Linked DNA regions of Mus musculus: region 2 is linked to region 1. A link is a contact called in public ChIA-PET data. All regions are on one chromosome and are shown on one strand. The core of a region is the stretch at or near the end of the contact, and the rest is flanking DNA. Distances in the headings are between cores, read along the strand shown.

Region 1 (7,227 bases), core at 2,310-4,809:
CTGAGGGGACAGAAGACCAAGCAACTGACTTCTCTTAGGAGGCTTCCCAGAGGGCTTCCTGGAAGAGGTGGCTCTTGTGTTTGTTACTGAATGAAGGGTCGGATTTCCATAGCTAGGGAAGGCAGGTAGAGGGGAAAACAGAAGCCCAAACCGACAGTAATAAGAACAAACCCATGGCTAGATTATAGGGTGAGAGGCTTGGGGGAGGGGGGGGGCGAGCATCCCAGCCAGTTTCAAGATGTTGAAAATGAGGACGAGGACAATTCTGAGGGAGAGAAGAGCATTCCTAATTCTGTCTGTACGTTAACTCAGGCCACACTGCAGAGACAGGCAGTGTTTGGAATCCTCTAGAAGACCTGACTGAGTGAGAGAAGAAGCTGAAGCACGGAGTCTGAGCCAGTGGTATGAGGGTAGGGAAAAGGTGACCCAGGTTATAGATCAGACAGGCTGGGCACCGGAAGTAAAACTATGCACCTGTGACAACAAAAAACAAACAGAACTGGCATGGGGAGTAAGGAGGGTGTTGTTGAATTTGGTGAATTTGGGGGAAGAAACAAGTTTGAGCTACAAACTCAGTTCTGGAGAGCGGCTAATGAATTAAGTAACCAGCTGATGCTGTCAAAGCTAAGACCAATTGCTAGTGACCCAGGTTGCTGCCTACGGGACTCTGCCTAGATTGGTGGTTGCAGCAGTCATTAGGTGAGTCCTCAGACACTGGAGTATGTCATGTTAACAACACAAGGGCTTCACTCTGTTTTGCATCAGCACCTCCAGACTGACAACGGTTGACGTTACCCAGTAACAAAAAGTCAAAGTCAAAAAGTCCTTTTGTAAGGGTCAATGGTTCACTGGAGAAGGATACTCCGGACTCAAATAGTATGTAAATGCAAAGAGTGTTTTATTCTGCAGAAGTCCAGCATGCTGGGGGCCTCCCATTACTGAGATAGAGAGACAACCAAATGAGCTCGCAGGCCTGATTTAAAGCACATTAGGGGATTCAGGGTATGTAACCTATATCTTGCTGCATCTCTAGGGACAATCCATTGCCAGGGCTTGGGGGCTGGAAACTGTCGCTGTGGAAGTAACTGAGGAGGTCTGAAAATGGCTGCTGACCCATTGTCCTTGCCTCAGGCCAGGTGGCATGGCAGCTTCTGAGGTGTGAACTTGCCCAGTTCTTGGAAATAGAGATTTAGGCCTTGTCTCCTGAACTGCCAATTTGAAACCTGTCATGGCATCAGTCTAGCCTGCTCACTTTAACTTAACTTCTTTCTCATTAATTAACTAGAGATAGTCCTTTTGGTAAATAGTCTCTAATTGATGTTAATTCCCAGCTGCCAGCAGAAAGGTCAGTGAGATTAGCCTGGGTGGGGAGTGGGGGGGTGGGGGGGGAGAGCAGAGCATATGGAGAAATGAAGAGGGAAGGGGTGAGGGGCGTGGATGGCCGGAGCAGAGGCTAAATGGTGTAGCTGCGGAGGTGGTTATAGGAAAAATGTTAAGATGAACACAGAGGCACCCTGGGCTGGCCTTCCCCCTCCAACAGGGAGAACACCGACCCTTGGGGTTTAGAGTTTGGCCTAATAGTTCACTCTCAGGTAAGGGTCACGCACTCCTCCTCAGGTTGTCTGGCTATAACCTTTGACCCCCACAACCTGTCTGACCTACACAATCATTTCAAAATGGGCTGATGCTTGCTAAAGCATCCCATGAAGAACAACATAGGCATGGGCTGAAACTCGGGAGGGAGCATGTACTAACAGCACCTAAGAGGCCTCCCGCCCATCAACTGTCTGCAAGGATGAAGAAGCTATGAGACATCAGAAAGCCCACAGGCCTAGTTGTGTACAGCAGCTGTTTAATGCACGGTAGTACATTTATCTGCCACCAAATCTGTGGCAGGTAAGCACACAGAGCTGTGAGCAGCCACTGTGCAGGGGATCCTTGTCACACGCAAGCAGCCCTGTCCTTCGAGAAGGCTGGAGCTCTCTTCGGCCCAGAGGAGACTAATCTCGCTTCTCTTCCTCTACAGAGGAGCACAAAGCAAAGGCCTTGCCCCAGCCCCACAGCTTGGCAAGAGAGAAAATAAAGAAGACCTTTTCTCTTCAAAGCTCTGGTGTCTTTGAACTTTTCGAAGAGCTTTTGGATGGCTGTTGTGCATTTTCAGGCAAGTAGTGGAGGGGAAGACAGTGTTTTGAATATGAAAGTGTACTGACTGGGCTCCTACCAGGGGTCACACTCACACTCTTGGGTCCCATGGGGTCCTCAGTTGTGAGAAGGCAGACAGAAGACACATAAGGAAACAGAAGCATAGTGGATGGTGGCAGGTGTCCTAAAAAACAAAACTGAGAAGGATAGGAGCTGGAGGAAATGTCTTGCAAGGTAGGACAAGGACCATAGAGTGGGAGCAAACTCGACTTAGCCACGGAAGGCAGAGAGGTCAGCCAGGTTGAAGGTTTGGGTGATAACAGGGAGGAGTGATATGCATACTTTTTAATGCGCAGCCATAAGACCAGTGGATTGCCTGGGATTGGCGCTGTAGACTTAAATTTAGGGTAAACAGGAACTATGCCCCCAGACAAGGTGAAAGGCCACCTGGGCCTGGCAGTCCCCAGCTGAACAAGCAGCTGACTGTGACAGTCAATCTGTCAAGTGGGTGGGCCTTCAGGCAGGAGGCTGAGAAGTAGGGTGGGACCCGAAACATAAATTAGAGGCAGAAACTCCCATGAAGAACTGAGAGGGGCCCGCTGTTTCTTGCTGCAGTATCTGGGTTGCCTCGCTTGCAAAGGTCCTCGGCCACCCACACCCTCTCCAGCCTGAGACCTGAAACAGACAAGCTGGGAGCCCCTCCACAGGCTCCCCATACAAATTCGTAGAGAAACAGAGCCCAGCAACGGCTCAGCTTCTACTTATCCTCCCAGCTAGCGTCTGTAGGACTCTTTCCTGTCCCTGGTACTGGACCAGATCCATGTCCTGGAGAGCAGACTGTGAGCACCTGTGGATAGAAGACAGGATAGGCCGAGTGCCCAGCTCAGGAGCTCAGCTCTACCTAATGCATGGAGTTCAATCCCCCACTGCATGGACTGTGTGGTGGTTCATACCTGTAATCCTAGCACCTTGGAGATGGAGGCAGGAAGGTCAAGTTCAAGACCATCCTTGACTTGATAGCAATCCTTGCATCCTTGATAGCAAGTTCAAGGCTAGCCTGGAACATGTGAGACCCTGTCTTAAAAATAATAATAATGTAAAAGAAGGGTATGTTTGCCGGGGGGCGGGGGGAACAGGCAGGATGTGGCCAAGGTTCAAGCTCCCAGATGTTGCTGTTGTGTGGAGATGACCCTCCACGAAGACAAATCGTTTAGGCAAGAACAACGTAAAAGTAGGTTTTGTGTCAGGTGTAACCGGCTGCGGCCTAGGCAGCTACTCCCAGACAAGGAGCCTTTCAGCTCAGTTCTGTGCTTTGTGCCAACAGCAAGCATGTCTGACGAGTAGGCCCCAGGGTCCTACCCTGCCCCCAGCCTTGGGCTCTACCTCAGAGGGAACCACAGAGCTGGAGAAGCAGCGGAAGCGTCTCTGTACTAAGTACAGTTATTATAAGGCGTGGCCCCCCAGCTAGACACCACCTTCTCTATTATTTTGACAGCGTGACTTCCTGTGATATTACCAAGTGACTCTTGTCCTGTCAGTAACACAGGCTCACACCTGGGTTTCTTCTCTTCTCAGCCATACACATGACATTTAAAGCATCATCAAAAAGGGTCTTGAGGTTTGGGAGGAGTGGTGGCTAAAGGCTCTGAAAATATCACTTCCTGTCTCAGCAGCGACGCAGGTGCATGCAGCAGCCCAGATACTCCTGACAGGAGCTCAAGGGACTTTAAGGCCAGCCGGCCCCCAGTGAGCCTTCTGAGGGCTGTCAAATGGGCTCCAGACCTGCCCCAAACCATGAGCCGCCGTTTCCAATCCTGTGCTCTGTCTGCCCTTTAGTTCCATGGGTCCTTGCGCAGATTGCTTGCTCCAGCTGCCTCCCAGATGAGCAGCTGGCACAGGGATCCCAGAGCGTGGCCCAGCATCCATCCAGCTCCCTGGTGTTGAAGTGTGGACTTACACCGTCCTCAGGCTGAATCCGAAGACCTTTGTGGAACGTTCAGTGAAACCAGGCATCTTCCCCACAGCTGGGAAGACTCTTACCTTGCCTTCCCCCTAGAGCTCTCTTCGGTAGCCTAGCTTCCCTGGAAGTTGCTGGATCTGTGCTGGGAAAGATGGGATTTATGAGCATGAAAGCAGAACAGAACTCACATGTTCTGTAACGCTCAATATCTTCGACATTGTTCGTGGCGCGTGCTCTTCCGCAGAGACCACACAGGGACCCATGGGAATGGCTGGGGTAGGCTAAAAAGGCACAGGGAGTGCGCTGGCTAGATTTATGTCAACTTGACATAAACTATAGTCAACTGAGGAGAGGAGGGAACCTCAACTAAGAAAATACCTCCATAAGATCAGGCTGTGGGCAAGTCCATAGAGCATTTTCTTAATTAGTGATTGAATGGGGAGGGCCCAGCCTATTGCAGGTGGTACCATCCCTGGGCTGGTGGCCCTGGGTTCCATAAGAAAGCAGGCTGAGCAAGCCATGGGGAGCAAGCCGGTCGGCAGCAGCCTACCATGGCTTCTGCATCAGCTTCATGCCCTATTTGAGTTTTTGCCTTGACTTCCTTCAATGGAGCAGACACCTAATAAGCCATTTTCTTCCCGACTTGTTTTTGGTCACGGTGTTTCATCACAGCAATAGTAACCCTACCTAAGACAGGGAGAGGCTCCTAACTAGCCCTCCGTGCTTGGAAAGGGAAAGGGGAAGACAAGTTCCCAGGGCAACTAAGAATTGAACTGATTTAAAAATTTAATAATAGTTAGGCAGTTTGGCATTGTAGATAGGGGCAGCAGGAATTGCCAAGATCCAGCCCCAGAGGCAAGGGCATGATGATAAGGCCAGGTCACAGTACACATGGGGCAGTGAGGAGTTTTAATCAGAGGAGCACAGGTAAAGCTAAGCCAATTTCCTAAGGATCAGGGACAACAACTCAGAGGGCATGGGGTAGGCCTATACTGGATCCCTGCTTATAGCAATGATTTAATTCCAGAAGAGATACAGAATGGTCTAAGTCTCTATTCTCTCATCTGTTAAGATGGGCCCAGTGATGGCCACCTGGGTCCCTAGGGTTTCGCAAACGAATAAACGTCAAGTGGTGAGCGAGCGTCATAAGCAGAGAGGTTGGATCTCAGTTTGTGCTTTTGGAATCATTAGCCCAGCGGTATCTGGAAAGAGGGCTGGAAGGATGGCAGGTGACAGGGACGAATCTGGCCCCAGGAGTGCACACACAGATGCACTCACTTTCCCATGGATGGAGAAGAGACGTCAGACTGTTTGACACTCATTCACTGACCCACCAAAAGGAGAGAGACCGCACGGGAAGTGAGCCCTGCCCCAGCTCATACCTTGCAGGGCTCAAGGGCCATGAACCCGTCGCTTCATGCTGCATGTTTAAGTGTTTGCCCTCTGCGTGGACACTATATCTCATAACACCAGTAGTGACTAATCCGGCTCTGTCCTCCGTGCTTTAACTGTCCAACTTGTTTGTTCCCCCTAAGGTAGATATTAGCACTGTCCCCTTTTTAATGGATGGAGAAGCTAGATGCTAAGCCATCAGAGAACTTAGCCCAAGTTCACCCAACTAGAAAACTGGTAGGAGTTCCGGGAAGCTTGTAGTCCAAAAGAGCAGCCCCCATAACTAAAGGACCAGACTAGTGGTTCTCAACCTTCCTAATGCTGAGACCTTTTAATATAGTTGCAGTGCCCCACCCCCGACAATACACGTATTTTGTTTATGCTTCATAACTGTAATTTTGCTGCTGTTATGAATTATGATGTAGATATCTAATATGTGGGATATCTGATAATATGCGGGATATCTGATATGAGACCCCTATAGGGGTTGCAACCCTCAGGTTGAGGATCACTGGACTAGAGAGTTCCCCAGAAGATCTGGCTCTCATATGGCCAGGGTTGCCCTGGAAGAAGCATGGCTGTCATGTTAAGGCCCTTGGGGAAGGTAGGTTCAGAGAAAGGGGCCCCTCTGCGCAAGGGAGACACAAACCAGCACCTCTTTCCCATGGATAACAGCTTGGCTATCTAAGATGGAGAATCTTCCTTTCCCCATGGAGATGGTACAGCTACTTAGGAAGGACAGGGCTTTTGCTGTGAGAAATACAAGCTCAGAGCCAGAGGGGAGGAGTCCAAAACTGAACCTGTCGACCCTGAATGGAGTATAGTAAAGAGATCTCAGGGCTTGACAGTAATGAGGAGTCTTCAAAAGCTGGACCCCCAGCCCCCTGGCCCCTTTCTGCTCCTAGCCCCTTGACGTAAGTGTCATTCATATTCTAAGGGGCTCACCAATGCCAAAGTCCAGAAGTTCTGGGCATAAATCCAGAGGTTACTCTTCCAGTTTGTCAGTTGCCGGTCGGTCTCCGGTTCTAGGACAACTTTGTCGGGGAGAAGAACGTGTGCTCAGATCTAGGCAAGATTTCACTGAGGAGGTGGGTGGCCGCCGTGAAAATGCCATCCTGACTCAGCCCAATGTGGGAAAGCAAAGAAAAACAAAGGATTAAACAGCAGCTGGCCTGAGGACAGTCTTTCCAGGGCCTGCTGTACTGTGCTTCCGGTCCGAGAGAGGAAGAGGTTTCCAGCTGGAATGAACGCCACCAGCTGCCCGGGTCTCCCCTCCCTAGAAAAACTTTTTCTGATAGCTACTGAGTGGGGAGGAGACGCTAGACCAGCAGAGGTTCACAACTTGTGTGTCCTGACCCCTTCACAGGGGTCACCTAAGATCATCAGGAAACATAAATATTTACATTATGATTCACAACGGTAGCAAAATTACAGTTATGAAGTATCAACAAATATCTGGCTCTGTGTGTGTTGGGGGGGGGTGGTCATCATAATGTGAATTAAAAAGGGTTGCAGCATTAGGAAGGTTGAGGACCACTGAGCTAGGGAGACTATGCGAGCATCCTTCATCCCAATCCTGCCTCTACCACAGGATAAAAGAACAAGAAGTTCCCTTGCTTTGGATGGGATTGTAAGAGGGCCCTTTGCCTCTGACCACCGGAGCCTCCAAGCTCCTGGAAAATGCAATTCTCTTTCTTCCTTTCTTTCTTTCTTTCTTTCTTTCTTTCTTTCTT
Region 2 (7,227 bases), core at 1,939-4,438, 180 kb before region 1:
CTCTGGCTCTCTGAGGACATCCTATTTTATCTGAGGCTCAGAGCAGATGAAAAAGCAGTTGTAACATTTACAGCATCTACTGGGGAACAGCCAGTTGTCATGATCTCTGAGAATGAGGAAATACGATGGTACTTTATTTTCAAGTAGCCCGGGAGACTTCAATGATTGCATTAAAATTTTAATCACAAACTCCTTAAGTTAGAAAGAAAGAGAGAGAGAGAGAGAGAGAGAGAGAGAGAGGGAGGGAGAGGGAGAGGGAAGGAGGGAGGAAAGCCCACAAAGGATTCATTGTATAAAAGAGTTTCACCATTTGGAGTTCTTTTATAAATTTGTGTCAGATCACAATTTGCTGTCTGGGAAATGTAAATTAGTTATTAATGAGCCAAAATTCTAACATCAAAGGCTGTGCACCCACATGCCAGAGAGAAACAAAGAACTCTCCCAGCATAGCGACTGCTCCTAGCCGACCTGAATTCTGCATTCACTTTGACGTGCTCTGCTGCCACCGTATCAAGGAGATCGTTCCTCGAAGATGTAATGGCACAGTCACCTGCATCATTACCATCACCTCCACCTGAGCATAGCTAGACTGGCAGAATCCTAGGCAGCAGGCAAGCATATATGCTCAAGGGTGATATTGCAGGGAGCATAGCTCGATGCCTCCCTTCTGTCAGCTTCATCAGATGACCATGTTCAAAGTGCATTTCATGTTTGCAGTACAGCCAGCCCCAAATGGCATGGGGGTGCTGATCTGCTTTTTGAATATTCCCATATCACTTTTTTTCATCTCTACAACCCTTTTATTTTGACTGAGATCAAGAGACGAGCTTAAAACTGCAGAGAGTTTTTGAACTTGCAGAAGTCACAGTTTCTAGTCAGCTGGCTGAAGTCTTGAAGGTCTTTGCTGAGGCTCATTTACTCATTCTTCCAACAGACAAGGCTGTTCCTTAATGGAAGTGGGAGAGACTACATGGTGACAGAGAAGGGTCAGAAAGAGGCAGCCCCATCCTCCCTGAACTCGTTGTCCGGAGAGGACAGGCAGGCAACAAGTGCTCATGTTGTTCTTCATCTGGCATCAAGAGGCAAGAAGGAATAGCCCCAGGCTAGTCCACGGGGAAGTGACTTTTGAGTAGAGAACAGAATGAAGAACAAGTTCTAGGCAGACAAGTTCAAGTGCGGATCAAGGCTATTTATGGCTATCCAATATGTGCATAGCTGGGAGCCCAGAGTTACTCTTTGCCTGCATGCAATCCTTTCTCTCTCCGGAGTGAGGTCTTTGACCTCTACATCCAGGCGAGACTTGAGCCAGACTCTCTTGCAGTCCTTAGCCAGCGGAGGTTGGATGCATCCCAGACTCCCGAGGGCAGGTGTGTTCTGACAGCCATGGAAAGTTGTGTCTTCCTAATACCAGCACCCATGATCCCAAGTCTAGTTTTTAAAAAAAAAAATTCTCCTTATACAAGGCCAACCCTTCTATCCTTTGCCAAGACCTATCTCTGTCTAGATTCCTTCTTGTCATCTACTATAAGTGTCCCTATTGTCAAGGTTTGTCTATCCCCTGGATAACCCTCACCCTTATGGAATCTTCCTGAGGGACTCAGGACCTCTGGAAGAACAACAAATACTTTTAACTGCTCAGTCATCTCTCCAACCCAAGAAAATTAAGTTCTTAACAGTCACATTTTTAGAAGAGATTTTTGGCAAGCCCCTCAGAGTGCTCTAGCACAGCAGAAATGAAGTCGTTCCCTGTTTCCAGAAACACCTATCATCCCTTGAACGCTCAGCTGTGAGGACCTCCTAAAGCAGCTGTCGCACCTCCCACGCAACCCAAATAACTTTTAGTTCTTCTAAAGGGGCCTCCCCATCACTTCCAGGCTCGCTGGCACCCATTCCAAAGGGAGTCTCACAGACCGAGAAGCAGAAGCAGCAAACAAGCTGAGCCCTCAGCCTCAGGAATTAGGGAAGCAGGACACTGGCTAGTCTACTCTTGATAGTCACAGAACACAGAGCTCCCTAACATTCTGCAGTACAAAACTTGACCTAGGACACGTGGTCCAAAGAGCTCACTTGGGCATGGTTCTCTGTACCACGCACACATGCCCATCAATAAGAGGTAAAACATATATCAAGAAAAATTTAAAAGAGTGGTAGACATTGTACAGTGTGTACAGAGAGTGTACAGTGGTAGACATTGACAGTCACATCAATGGGAAGACTGAAGCAGGAGCATCCAGAATTCCAGGCCAGCCTTGGCTACATATAGCAAGGCCTTGCCTCACAACAAAGGATAAATAAGAAAAGACATAGTCCATCTCAAGAACACCAAAATAAGCATCACAGTGAAGCAGAAATGGAATGGAAATACAAAGTAATATTCAGGGCTGGAGACCCAGAACGTCTAGGCTCCTGTTCAGAAGGCAGAAAGTGGACATTGAACATTTCCGAGGAGCAAAGAGGTCCAGCCTCATTATGTAAGAGAGTGGGCACCCTGTTCCCTGCTTGATGAGCATCTGCTAACATCCTGAAGAAGAAAATGTATGCAGAACACGCCTCGAGACCTGCTGCCGTTCATTCTTTATGCTTGCCTAACATTGTCTGAGGCTCAGGAGTGAGCCAGATGGGGTGGTTAATTCTGACTGTCAGCTAGATTAGATTACAACTCACCCTCAGAATTATTGAAGCTTATCTGTGTGTGTGTGTGTGTGTGTGTGTGTGTGTGTGTGTGAGAGAGAGAGAGAGAGAGAGAGAGAGAGAGAGAGAGAGAGAGAGAGAGAGAGACTCCCAAATATAATTAAATTATTGGGAGCTCTGACCTAATAAATGGGTTATTCTATTGACCAACTGGATGATGAACGAAGTCACTGGGGAGGTGGTAAAAGGTAGAAGGACTTTTTCTTGTACTCACATCTTCCTGCACCACTCCACTCCACTTCCTCTCTACTCTAATGTGAGCTGTTCCTGCCATGGTAGACTGAACCTTCTGACATCCTTACCCAAAATAAACTCTTCTTCCTTTAAATTGCTTATGTCACACAAAAGTGCCGCATAAGAAAATAATGTGCTCTGAGTCCCGGCAGGAGGCCTGGGATGTTGCAAGATAATTCCACCAAAGAGCACACATAGACGGTCTTAACGATGAATAGAAAGACTATTGCCAGCTGACAACTGCGTGGGAAACTTGCCCAAATGGTATAGCCCCAAACTTCACCATGCTTTGCCTTTTATGCACTAAACCCACATCCTGGATGACACACTTTAGTTAACAAGAACAGTTAGCAAGAAGCAAAACTGAAGAAGTCAAAAAAAAATTTTAGTACATTTAAGGGGCTATTCCAGACCCTGGAACTATGGACTGGGTCTTTGATGAGGTAGGACTTTGTTCTGGTTTAGTCAGGAATTGGGGCCTATGTGCTAGGCTCTAAGGTCACAATGACACCTCCAATGTGGTCAATTGTGCTAAGGTCTCTGGCTGGTTATGGAGGCATCATCACTGAAGAAAACATCTGGATTCAACCCCTGTACAGAAAGTGGCAGTCTACTCAATCCTAGTGTCGTTGGAGTAGCATTGGGGACTGGAGCTGTAGTTCATTGGAGTGGAAACAATCCATCAGATGAAATACTCCATGGAAAAAACTAGTCTCTCTTTATCTAAAGCTGCTCTGAGCCCGCACTTTTTGTCACGGTTCATGATAAAAAAAATAAAATAAAATAAAGCCCTGGAATCAAACAGACCTGGACTCCTGTCTATTCTCTGATGTACTTTATCATTTTGCAGCTACTCCACTGATTAATGATAATACCTACCACAGAAGCAGCTAAAGGAAGTCTTACCATCTACCTATACAGTCTTCCCGTCTATAATTTGACTGATAATGTTTACTTCACAGGGTTGTAAGATACCAGGAGCTCATATGTGTAACCACACAGCACAGAGAGGGTACCCGGTCTTGATGGTAATTATGATCTGTTGATGCCCTCGTTGTCTACATGAGAGAATGGATCCTGCAGATACACAGTCTTATCTCCTGAGCAGGAAAATTGACAGGGTGCCGTTCTAGCTGAGCAAGAAATCTGTTGAATATGTGATAACCCCTGCGAAGAGTTTATAAAACTAGGTTCCAGTCTGTGATACTAAGGAAGCCGGAGTCTATATTCTCAGAGAAGTTAAGGTAGCTTTATGTGTGGAATCAGAGATTCTCGGAATGCTCTCAATAAGAACATCTGAGTTCTTATCTCAGGGCCTCAGTTTCCTTATCTGTAGGGCTAATGACAGTACACAGCACACAGGAACATGTGACATTAAATAAGATAATATTACCTTTATGACACTGTTTCAGACTTTTCATCACTCAGATGTGGCACACACCTGAGAGAAATATCTTAGAGAAAAGGAAGAACTTGGACTGAGCGCCCCAGGTGTTTCAGCCCTTCATGGGCAGCTAGGAGAAGATGGTTAAGCAGAGCCATCCATATCAAGGCTCCCAGAAATCACAAAGAGTGTCTGTGGTTCCAGGCTCCCTTCTTCTACCCATTTTATCCTACCTAGGTTTCTAGTCCATAGGTGGGGTAACTGATCCCCAAGCTGGGTCATCTCCCACTTTGTGAATCCTCAGAGATGGGTAGCAGTGTGTTTTACCACCTTCCAGGCACTTCTCAAGTCAATCAAGGTTATGGTCAAGATAAACTATCACATACCACAACTACCCAAACTACCATTTTGGTGTTTGGAGTTATTCACGCCAAAGCAGATGGCTAGACACTGGTAGTGCCAAAATTTGAAATCCAGGTATACAAAGCTCCAAAACTTGACCTTTTGCCACGTTCCAGTTACCTTGTTACCTCAAGGGAACTCACTGTACAAAAGCCCTTTGCTGTTCCTCAAGGTGTTTGAGAGCAGGAATTATATGTCTTCTTTTCCCATTTAGTATATGGGTTTATATTTTCCTCATTAAAACATTCCTTAAGCTAAATTTGAAAGGCTGATTGGATAAATGAATGCATTCATGCATAACGTAAATGAAAAAAAAAAAAGATCCTTACTAAGGAAGTACAGATCAAAAATACTCAGTCAAAAGCAGAAAGAATAAAGATAAAGAAGGGGAGAAGGAGGAATAAATTGGGGGAAGATTTGTGTAGTCGAGTGACAATGGGACCCTCTGAAGGATAAAGGTGAAAGGTTGTCGCCTTGACAGTAAAGAAAGGTGTGGGAGGTATACGGAAGCAATGGCTGGCAGGAAGGGGGGACAGCTGAGGACCAGTGATGCTCTCAAGACCACTGCTGTGAATGGGTGAGCTGTGTAGTGCTGAGCACACAGCAGGAATTGTGTTTGCTTCCTATGACATGGGATGAATCTGATGCTCCTAAGCCCTATTAACTCCCATTTTGGAGTTGGGGGGGGGGGGGACACACACTAGGTTGAAAATTCTGGAAAGGAAAGAGATCCTCAAAAAAAAATTAAATTAAAATTTTTTTTAAAAGTGTCCTTGAAAGGATCAAAGAGTTGGACCTAGAATTTTTAGGCTTGAGGGTTACAAACCAGTATTTTAGGAAGGGGGACAAAGAACGCAGTGGAGATTGTTAGAACACATCGCCCTTTGAAAGACTATGTGAGTGAGAGTGGGATGGGTTTGTTTGGGTCCTCATGCAATGCCTTCCTCCCCTTTCTGAAACTGAGTTGTAGTCAAAATATGTTTAAAATAATAGCTGTTGACAAAGAAGTTGCATTCAAGTTCTCTATGACAACCACACAGCAATGAACCTAGCCCCCTGCGCAGAGCTTCTGCAGTTCAGGTTAAACTCATCCATCCTGTCTGTCTGTCTGTCTGTCTGTCTGTCTATCTATCGATTGATCAATCCATCTATCGATCAATCTCCTTATCTCTGTCCATATCCCCCTTCCTTTAATAAGCATTTACTAAGTAACTATCTGTAGCCTACCATTTACGTCCTTAGGTTAGGTAGCTAGTCACAGTGTAGTGTTTCTTAGTAGTTAGGATTACCTCTGAGCATCTGAAACCCCTGTAACACAGGCTTGGACCCGTTCTACTCTTTTGTACAACCTAATGCCAACCTAACCCTGCTTTCTCTCTCCTTTTTCAAAACCATTCTTCTTCTTCTTCTTCTTCTTCTTCTTCTTCTTCTTCTTCTTCTTCTTCTTCTTCTTCTTCTTCTTCTTCTTCTCCTCCTCCTCCTCCTCCTCCTCCTCCTCCTCCTCCTCCTCCTCCTCCTCTTCTTCCTCCTCCTCCTCCTTCCTCTTCCCCCTTCATCTCCCCCCCTCCTCCTGCCCCTCCTCTTCCTCCTCCTTCTCCTCCTCCTCTTCTTCTGAGACGTGGATAGGTAATTATGGCCTCTCTATAACTACAACATTTATCCTCTGACACATTCACTTGGCTCATGTGAATCTGGCCAAACCTGGCCCCAGACTTAGCACCCACCCAACAGTCCCCCACCTACTCAGATGGCTGCTAGATATGAGCACTGGATAGAGCCCTCTTTCCTGAGAGAGCAAAGGCTCTGTCCTCTCCCACCCAAAAACATTATGACTCTGCAAGGCACCAAGCAGAATTTACTTATGACATGCCATATACATTCTTTGGGGATACCTTTAGACCTTACTTGGCAAAGGCCCTGGAGATGGACAAGGTAGCTTCACACGCATGCTGCTATGCTAACTCGGGCTTCTGTGTTTTGCTCTCTATTGAGGTCAGAGTCTTGTTTTTCCCCTTCCATTTCACAGACAGCCCCTCCAATTGTGGTTTTCACTTCAGGCATTCATATCACAGTCTCAAATGTGGCTTTTTGTACTGAACTCATTAAAACAAAAGAAAGCTTTCTGTTACAAGGCTGGGAAGGAAAAAAAAATCTGCAAAAGGCCCAGTGCTTTGGCACCATGGGAAATGAAAAGCGAATAGCTTGGAAAGAGCTACTTTAAAGTGCTGCTTCGCAGAGATCACACCAAGGCTTATGAGGTTAATAAATTGACCTGAATTGAATAGTTCATGGCACTGTAACCGTCTAAGGAGGGCCCTAGAGAACACCCTAGGGAGCAAAAGCTGCAAGCCCCAGTGTCTCTTTCATCCAAGGAAGCTCTGTTGTGATCTATTTTACATGCCAGCTTTTTAACCTGAGAGTTGGTTTGAAAGGGGAGCTTCACTATTTCAATAACAGGAAAGCAACAAAACTGTCCTATGCCAAGTTTTTTTTTTTGTGATGTTAAATTGAACCTA

What was found. ChIA-PET counts read pairs in DNA pulled down with a chosen protein or histone mark.
Region 2: an RNA polymerase II ChIA-PET map of memory CD8 T cells shows a contact between it and region 1, with 565 read pairs. The contact joins two enhancer-like sites. A contact is called at or near these places in 1 of 39 promoter capture datasets (the C10 cell line), 1 of 15 datasets of contacts at CTCF or cohesin (pro-B cells), 13 of 484 Hi-C or Micro-C datasets (the 63-12 cell line, B cells, the C10 cell line and 9 more) and 7 of 115 datasets of contacts at active chromatin or transcription factors (CD8 T cells, effector CD8 T cells, epiblast stem cells and 4 more).

The regions. Positions count from the first base shown.
Region 1 is chr3:52,392,868-52,400,094 of GRCm38.p6, reverse strand. No RefSeq gene overlaps it. Among named protein-coding and RNA genes, the nearest start is that of Gm38537, 71 kb to the left of the region's middle. Within about 2 kb of position 3,559, at least 70 of the 459 cell types and tissues checked have an H3K27ac peak or open chromatin away from gene starts, as enhancers often do. A contact at or near this core is called in the 63-12 cell line, B cells, CD8 T cells and 7 more, where this site is marked.
Region 2 is chr3:52,568,617-52,575,843 of GRCm38.p6, reverse strand. No RefSeq gene overlaps it. Among named protein-coding and RNA genes, the nearest start is that of Gm40047, 7.9 kb to the left of the region's middle. Within about 2 kb of position 3,188, at least 48 of the 459 cell types and tissues checked have an H3K27ac peak or open chromatin away from gene starts, as enhancers often do. A contact at or near this core is called in the 63-12 cell line, B cells, CD8 T cells and 7 more, where this site is marked.